2 separate regions of the Danio rerio genome follow, and region 1 is linked to region 2. A link is a contact called in public Micro-C data. All regions are on one chromosome and are shown on one strand. The core of a region is the stretch at or near the end of the contact, and the rest is flanking DNA. Distances in the headings are between cores, read along the strand shown.

Evidence for each region. A called contact is a pair of places that touch in the nucleus more often than the background predicts.
Region 1: a contact with region 2 is called in a Micro-C map of caudal fin, with 2.4 times the contacts expected there. The contact joins two enhancer-like sites. A contact is called at or near these places in 1 of 18 Hi-C or Micro-C datasets (caudal fin) and 1 of 4 datasets of contacts at active chromatin or transcription factors (caudal fin).

Annotation. Positions count from the first base shown.
Region 1 is chr10:33,593,985-33,598,569 of GRCz12tu, reverse strand. It overlaps cblb (Cbl proto-oncogene B, E3 ubiquitin protein ligase), which reads right to left. Exons shown (of 19, transcript XM_073914915.1): 6 at 2,829-2,950. Among named protein-coding and RNA genes, the nearest start is that of cblb, 88 kb to the right of the region's middle. Within about 2 kb of position 2,744, at least 6 of the 62 cell types and tissues checked have an H3K27ac peak or open chromatin away from gene starts, as enhancers often do. A contact at or near this core is called in caudal fin, where this site is marked.
Region 2 is chr10:33,463,645-33,467,764 of GRCz12tu, reverse strand. No RefSeq gene overlaps it. Among named protein-coding and RNA genes, the nearest start is that of bbx, 22 kb to the right of the region's middle. Within about 2 kb of position 2,159, at least 22 of the 62 cell types and tissues checked have an H3K27ac peak or open chromatin away from gene starts, as enhancers often do. A contact at or near this core is called in caudal fin, where this site is marked.

The sequences.
Region 1 (4,585 bases), core at 1,495-3,994, 130 kb before region 2:
CATCTTCTGATGGCTACTTCCAGCAGGATAACGCGCCTTGTCATAAAGCGCGAATCATCTCAGACTGGTTTTTTTAACATGACAATGAGTTCACTGTACTCAAATGGCCTCCACAGTCACCAGATCTCCATCCAATAGAGCACGTTTGGGATCTGGTGGAATGGGCCCAGTACTAGTAAGGTGTTCCTAATAAAGTGGCCGGTAAATGTATATAAAGACCACAAAACCGTAAGTGTCATATTTTTTGGGGAAATAGAGAACAAACATCACAGCAAAGTGCAATAAATAATCTGTCTATTGATATAGTAGGTTAGGACCACAAAAAATTTGGGCAAAATGCAACTATAAGGTTTTGATATAATTACAAAAACTAGGTTATTTAAAAAATATATTAATGGAACATAAACTTTATATTTTAATTATTTTTGGCATTAAAAAAATAACTAAATTTGACACGCAATGTATTCTTAGCTACTGCCAAAAATATACACATGCAACATTAGACTGGTTTTGTTGTCAGGGTCACATGCAGTACTGTATAGATTCAATAATCATAAGAAATCCATTTACTAACTAAATTCCCTGAATTAATAAATAATTAGCAAAGTTTTATTCCCTCACTGAAACCTTTTAATGTTGTATGAATCTCTTCCAAGCCAAACTGAACCCAAATGCATTATAAGAGCTAGAGAAGCAAGCAAAGTCACAACACCCCCAGAGTCTCTGCAAACACACACAGATCATAAAAAGCTCTGAGCTGCTGTGACCACTGAGGCAGCGAGTGTGTGTTTCCGCACTAATGAGCCCTGCTTCTGGTGTCACCCTGCCCTGATATAAACAGACATGAATATGACATCCGCTGTGTCAAAAGCTTGATTTTGCCAGGTGACTGTTGCAGGAGGAAACTCGGCGTGAAACACAGAGTCCCCTTGGGTGCCACCGTGACCTTCTCTAACCATACACACACACACACACACACAGCTGCTGCTCCTCTTCATACACTGGTATTTGCATACAGTTCTGCTCGACCACCCACCGTCCTCCACTTCCTTCTGTTTGTTTAGCCCCATCCATCCAGCTCTTCAAAAAAGCCCATCTAAAAGCATCTAGCTGAAAGTTTTATTGTGTGAACTGTATCTAATGAAGGGGCTATAGAGGTATGAAATCTCAAATGTGATGACCCACTGCCTGAAATTGAACAATTTAACTATCTTACATATGTAAAAACCACTTTGTACTGTATAAGAAAATATGCGATAGTTTAAAGATTAAATAAAAAATATTTATTTCACACTAACACTGTACCTAAATTATTATTTAAATTATCATCTAGAACAACTTTTTATTTAATTAAATGTTATGCAAACTTTAAAATGTATTTGAATTAAAACATTACTCCAAAAACAACTTTTTTTAAATAAAAAACTTAATACTTGGTTAAATGTATTTAATTTATTTACTTATATATACACACTGTATGTACAATCACCGGCCACTTTATTAGGTACAACTTTATTAGGTCCAACAACTCGTTAACTCAAATTTCTAATCAGCCAATCACATTAAAACAACTCAATGCATTTAGGCATGTAGACATGGTCAGGACGATCTGCTGCAGTTCAAACTGAGCATCAGTATGGGGAAGAAAGGTGATTTACGCGACTTTGATTGTGGCATGTTTCCCAAAGATGGGTTGCGGCTGGAAGGGCATCCGCTGCATAAAAACGTGCTGGATAAGTTGGTAGTTCATTCTACTGTGGCGACCCCGGATTAATAAAGGGACTAAGCTGACAAGAAAATGAATGAATGAATGAATGAATGTGACATGGTTGTTGGTGCCAGACGGGCTGGTGAGTATTTCAGAAACTGCTGAACTAGTGGGATTTTCTTGTACAACCATCTCAAGGATTTACATAGAATGACATATCATTAAGTGCCAATCATCCTAGACTGGTTTCTTGAAAATGACAATGAGTTCACTGTACTCATATGGCCTCCACACTCACCAGTTCTCAATCCAATACCTTTATGTTGTGGTGGAACGGGACATTCATGGATGTGCGGCCGACAAATCTGCAGCAACTGTGTGATGTCAATATGGACCAAAATCTCTGAGGATTATTTCTAGTCCCTTGTTGAATCTATGTTGAATCTGAAGGCAAAAGGGGGTCCAACTCGGTATTAGTAAGGTGTACCTAATAAAGTGGCCAGTGAGTGTATATTTCCTATTTGTTATAATTTACAAAATACTGTCCATTTTATGCAAACATGTATGCACCACTTATCTAAAGCAATACTGTAGCTCTTCTTCTAGCTGCAAATCAACTGGGGGACTCCTTTCCCATAAAGTTGCGCATTTTATGGCCTGGCTATTATCTGGCTGTTGTGTTAAATGACTCTAACCAGTGTGTAATCGCGCCTGCCGTCTGGCTCTGGAACTCTGTGTTGTTTTTCGGCACAGATGCGATGCTGTTTCTCTAATCAGCTAATCCAAACAGACTGGATTTAACTACCACTGTCTCCCTGCGGCACCTTGGCGTACCAGTACAGGCTGCCAACGCAAAAGGTCAGGAGTTCATTTCCCAGTTACGTTGATCTTACATCCGAAAAAACTAAAACCTCTGCTAAATGACAAACAAGGGGTTTTGCGAGTGCTGATGCGCAGACAAAGAGCCTCCTGTAATAAGCGAACATCTCCGCCTTGCCTACTTTCCCAAGCAAAGCGGGGTAGTCTGCCAGACTGGAGAAAAACAGCTGGCTGGCCCATAACAGATGGTATGTCTATTACAGCCGTACACACACACACACAGACGCAGACTAGTCTGTACCTGCCAGGTTTGTTGATGTACTTCTGCAGACGTGCCTTCACTTCATCATATGTCAGGAAGGCCATGTAGCCTGGATGTGTGACTGCTAGGAAGTTCCAGTTTCTCAGGATCGAGCCCCATGGCTATAAGGTAAAGGTGAGAAACAGAGATAGAGTTAGTGGGGTTATGAAGTAAATAATGACAAATTATTTTAAAAGCAAATAGCTCTGAAAAAGAAGTGTGGCTGGATTGTGTTGTGCATGGTTCGTTTTTAACATTGGAGACCTCCTGGATCAGCAGTTGGCAAGAAGAGCTGCAGTCCTACAGAGTTTTGATCCAGTCTTTACTCATCTACCTGTTGCTTTCTAGTAACACTCAGACATTGATTAACTTGTTCATGTGTGTATGGTCAGGGTTAAAACTATGCAGGACTGTAACTTTCCCACCCCTAGATGATGAAATAATCTCATAATAACACATAAAACTATTATGCAAAAAAATGCTGTAAAATGTACAGTATTACTGGCATTTACTAGTAAAATTTACTAGTGCACTGTAAATTAACAATTACATTTTTGTTGTAGTTTTACAGCACAATTGTAATTATTAATTTACAGTGCACTTGTAAATTTTACAGTATTACTAGCTATTTTTCACAGTATTACTTGCTATTTTTCACAGTATTACTTGCTAAATTTACAGTATTACTTGCTAAATTTACAGTATAACTTGCTAAATTTACAGTATTACTTGCTAAATTTACAGTATAACTTGCTAAATTTACAGTATCACTGGCTAAATTTACAGTATTACATGCTAAATTTACAGTATCATTGGCTAAATTTACAGTATCACAGGCTAAATTTACAGTATTACTGGCTAAATTTACAGTATTACTGGCAAAATTTACAAGCGCACTGTAAATTAGCAATTACAACTATGCTTTGGTTTTACAGTATGCTTGTAAATTTGACAGAATTACTGGCAACCAAACATTAAAAGCATTTTTTTTACAGTGTAGGCTTAGTTGGACACACAACAACACTAAGTGATACTTTAACTGCTGAAAGTAAACTCATTTAAAATACAAATTTATACTCAAAATCCATGAGTGTTACTGTGGGTTATTAGAAGACTTTTGAACTTTTATAAAAGATTATTTTGAAAACAATGTCGACGTACCCTAATGGTCTCAAACTCAATTCCTGGAGGGCCGCAGCTCTGCATAAGTTAGTTCCAACCACCTCCAACTCACACCTGCTTAATTGACTCCAGTAGTGTTGAACACCTTGATTAGTTAGATCAGCTGTGTTTGATTAGGTTGAAGCAGCAAAACTGTACAGAGTTGCGGCCCTTCAGGAATTGAGTTTGAGACCTATGGTTTTCCTCAAAGTTAAAAATGTATATATATATATATATATATATATATATATATATATATATATATATATATATATATATATATATATATATATATATATATATATATAAAACATTTTTGGTGTTAAATAATAACACATTTATTCTGTTATGGCTATTTTAACATCTTATGTAATTTTGAAACTGATAAAGGTATGAAAAAGATAGGTGAACAGTTTGTACACACACCACTCTTCGTAAAGGCTTGTGTTTTTGTGTCTAAATATGAGTTTCCTTTTTGTAAACATGTTTTTTTATGTCTTTATGATAATAATTCCAAAGAAATGTACTTAAATGCTGAAGTCATGTTTTAATTAATATATATATGTATTAAATGTTTTTAGTATTGCATTAATCTT
Region 2 (4,120 bases), core at 910-3,409:
TTTTAAGATCTCAAATTATTCTTGTGAGTGCCATTCATGCCTGCTGTTCTAGTATAAATCCACCAGAGGCCACTGTCAAGCACTGTTTGAATGACTGACGGACTGACTGACCGATCGACTGATCCACCCTCCCCCTTCCCTCAACCTAACCAATAGTATTTTAAAAAGCACAGATTGACCTGTCCACCCACTTCCCTAAACCCAACTGACAAACTTAAAAAGCAATTTAGAAAAAGAAAAGCCCTCGCCTGATTTTTACCATGTTTTACCACATTCTCACCTTCTTATTTACTTGTTTATTTTATTTTTTGTCTTCTTTTTTTTTTTGTCTGTTTTGACACTGATTGGAGGCGTTGGCTAAAGGCCACAGGCTGAGTGCCTTAATGTCCCACTAGTGATGATATAGAGTACACTGTCGCACTGCTACATGTGTGAAATTGAGTTTATACAACAGTTCGACAGCATAATCATCTATAGAAAAAAGAAAATCAAACACAAAGAGTCCTAAACCCTTTTGTATTAGGAACTACTTTCTTCTGCCATTTATTCACATCTGCAGCTGCTGACGTCAGAACAGCAGAAGCCATTGCTACTTCACAAACGTCACTTTAGAGCTAATGTTTGAATCATTCTCTAGCGAAAAATATCTAAAGTGATGACAAAACAGGTGATTTTGCTGACATTTTAAGATTATAAGTCTGAACAGCATATATATACACTACATATATATGGTATGAATACAGCACTACAATATACAAGAGAGAGAGACCGACTTAGAAAGTCAATTACCTGTTTAATATTGATTTGATCAGCTGTAGTTTTGCTCTGTATTTTTTCTCCATTAAGGGCTTATTATGCTTTCTCTGTTGCCATCTTGTGGACAGACAACATCAACTGTCTTTGCTCAGTATTGACAGGCGACACGCTATCTTTCAGAAATTACTAATATTTTAAAATAGGCACTATCCTTATAAATAAACTGCATAGCTGCAATCTAAACAACTACATTCTTAAATAAAAGAACCTCAAAAGTATATTCTGTTGCCCAACTGCACCAATATTTGTCAAACTGTAGTGTGTCCTCTGCTTGAAGATGTATGTGGACGGAGTAATAGACAAGGGGGAAGGGTGAGGAGGCGGTACAAGTGCTGTTATTGGCAGGATATTGCACAGCTATCAGCTACTCAGATTCAACAACCAGACAGAACTGTTGTGTATATACAGTATAAGTCAGAATTATTAGCCCCTCTAAATTATTAGCCCTCCTGTTTATTTTTTCCCCAATTTCTGTTTTACGGATTTACGGAGAGAAGACTTTTTCAACACATTTCTAAACATTATAGTTTTAATAACTCATCTCTAATAACTTATTTATTTTATCTTTGCCATGATGACAGTAAATAATATTTGCCTGGATATTTTTAAAGACACTTCTACACAGCTTAAAGTGACATTTAAAAGCTTAACTAGGTTAATTAGGTTAACTAGGCAGGTTAGGATAATTAAGTTATTGTATAATGATGGCTTGTTTTGTAGACTATCGAAAAAAAAAGTTAGCTTAAAGGGGCTAATAATTTTGACCTTAAAATTTAAAAAAAAATTAAAAACAGTTTTTTTCCCAGTCGAAATAAAACAAACAAAACTTTCTCCAGAAGAAAAAAATGTTATCAGACATACTGTGAAATTTTCCTCTGTTAAACATCATTTGGGAAATATAAAAATAAGGAATAAAAAAGTCAATAGGGGGGCTGATAATCCTGACTTCAACTGCATATAGTCAAGCCCAAAATTATGCCAGATACTGTAGGTACACCTTTCTACTACCGGGTTTCACCTTTTGTCTTCAGAACTACAAAACTGAACTACAAAAAAGTACTTGTCAATGTTTTAAAATCATGAGGTGTAATTTTCAGGATGAAAGGACTGTAAGAGCATCAGTTTAAGAGTAAGAATATGACTTTTTTCTTCTCATCTGCCAATCAGTCTGTGTTGTCCATGCAGCTGGGAGCAGAATTCCCTCACAGATTACAACCTGACATCTCCGGACACACACAAAAAGTCTGAGTGAGTATGCGTGTCTGTCCCAGGGGACTTCTTAACGCTTCAACATGACTCAGCCTGCCCTACTGATGAAGCACAAAAGATCCTGTTTTCCCGTGCATTTCCTGTGCAGCTCACACAACGCCTGTCAGCTATCAAAGTGAAGTGCTGTGAGTAAGGAGTGACTCAACCATACGCAGACCCTCATTACATCCAAATCTTTAGAGACCCATCGACCCCCCCCCCCCCCCCCCCCCCCCCAGACCTGGACTTTTCACACCGTTCTACTATAACAGATTTCCTTTCTTTCACTGTCAAACAAGACTATTGTCTGTTTAAAAAAATACAGTGAGAACAAAAAAAGATACCAAAAGAGAAAATGTCATTATTAAGTTACATTTAGTTTGTTCAACATTATTGTAAAAATTAAGAGACTACTGTACTTCATAGGGCTGATTACCTTTGGATTTAGTTATGTGTTTGAGTAAAATGTAAGCTTTTGTTTGATTCTGAAAACTACTGTTGGTATTTTCTCAAATGTTACGTTGAAATTTTGACATTCTGGGGCCTCATGTATCAACGCTGCGTACGCACAAAAACTTTGCATACGCCAGGTTTCACGGTCAGAATCGCTCACGTTTGGATTTACTAACGATGAATTGAACGTGGGAATGTGCGCAGCTCCACGCCAGCTTTATGGCTGGTGTACGCACATTTTTTGTGCGTGTCTGTTTTATTTCCATTGGTGACTCCTAAAGGCAGTTGTGTTCAATTGCACTCTATAAAGTGTCTTTGAGCCTTGCAATGGCAGCTGTATGAGATGGATTCATCTAGCAGGTATATAAGATTTCCATACCATACAGTTGACCAAACAAACATTAAAGCGCAATTTGCAGCGGTCGCCTGTTTCCTCATTGTAATGGGAGCGATCTACCGCATGCACATTGCTATAAAGGCACCACCTGAAGAGGAATTTGCATGCGTGAATCAGAAACATTTCCATTCAATAAATGTGCAAATAAAATATGATGCACACACTTATTAATGATTCCTACTTGTCTTTCTCGTGATAAATAGTAGACACAATCTGATATGTAGCTGGGAAAAAAGAAGAAAGAGTTCATCAGACGCTGGATTCGAATCGAGTTCATGCTTGAACGTGTCAAAACATATTAACATGAGTTTAATGAGCTGCGCCACTGAGACTGTTAAGGGTACTACAACATTTTACACCTATAAACCACACTATTTCTCTTTTAACTCCACAGTGCGATGTTCAGACCCAACTGTGTTAACCGCATCAGCTAAACTCTCCCCACTCTATTTTTTTCATTTGTTGTTAATTCCGGAGGACAAATTTGCAAATAACACCGTTTTCCTTCGGTCTACCTCTGAAAGCAGCACCTCCAATTCACATACTCTTCAAAGTTTCTCTTCTTGCTTGCTTTTGCCATTGCTTTTTCGTTGGGTTTTGCCAAAGTAGAGTCATTAGCATATTCATACGGGGGCGGAGGCAGGGAGGGGTTTTGTGCTCGTGCATGTTGCGCTCAGATCACGTTCATTCGGATGTACAAAAGAATATGTGTGGGATTCGGCGTACACAATGTTTCATACATCTGAATTTTTTTCTGCGTACGCACATTTACAGCTTTGTGCGTACGCAATGTTTCAGTATGATTTCCACGCAAGTCTTCGTACATGAGGCCCCTGGGCTTTTCCACAAAAAAAAAAAAGGGGCTCTGTTTTCAGATGTTTATAGGCTCATTCTGAAATGTACCCCGTATACATTTCTGTAGAGCACCAAATATATGCCTGGAGCTACGTTTTATGCAGTTTTTCTTTTTTCGAATCCTGTAGAGGCCGCTGTGTGTGCTTTTTGAGATCTTAAATTTCTCTTGCGAGTGCCATTCACCCCTGCATATTTGCATAAATTCACCAGAGGCTGCTGTTGACTGATTGATCGAGTGACTGACAAAGCAACAAATAACCCCCCCCCCCCTTCCTAAACCCAACCAATAGTGTTTTAAAAAAACACAGATTGACCAGCACGCACCACCTTCCCTAAACCCAACCATGCTTT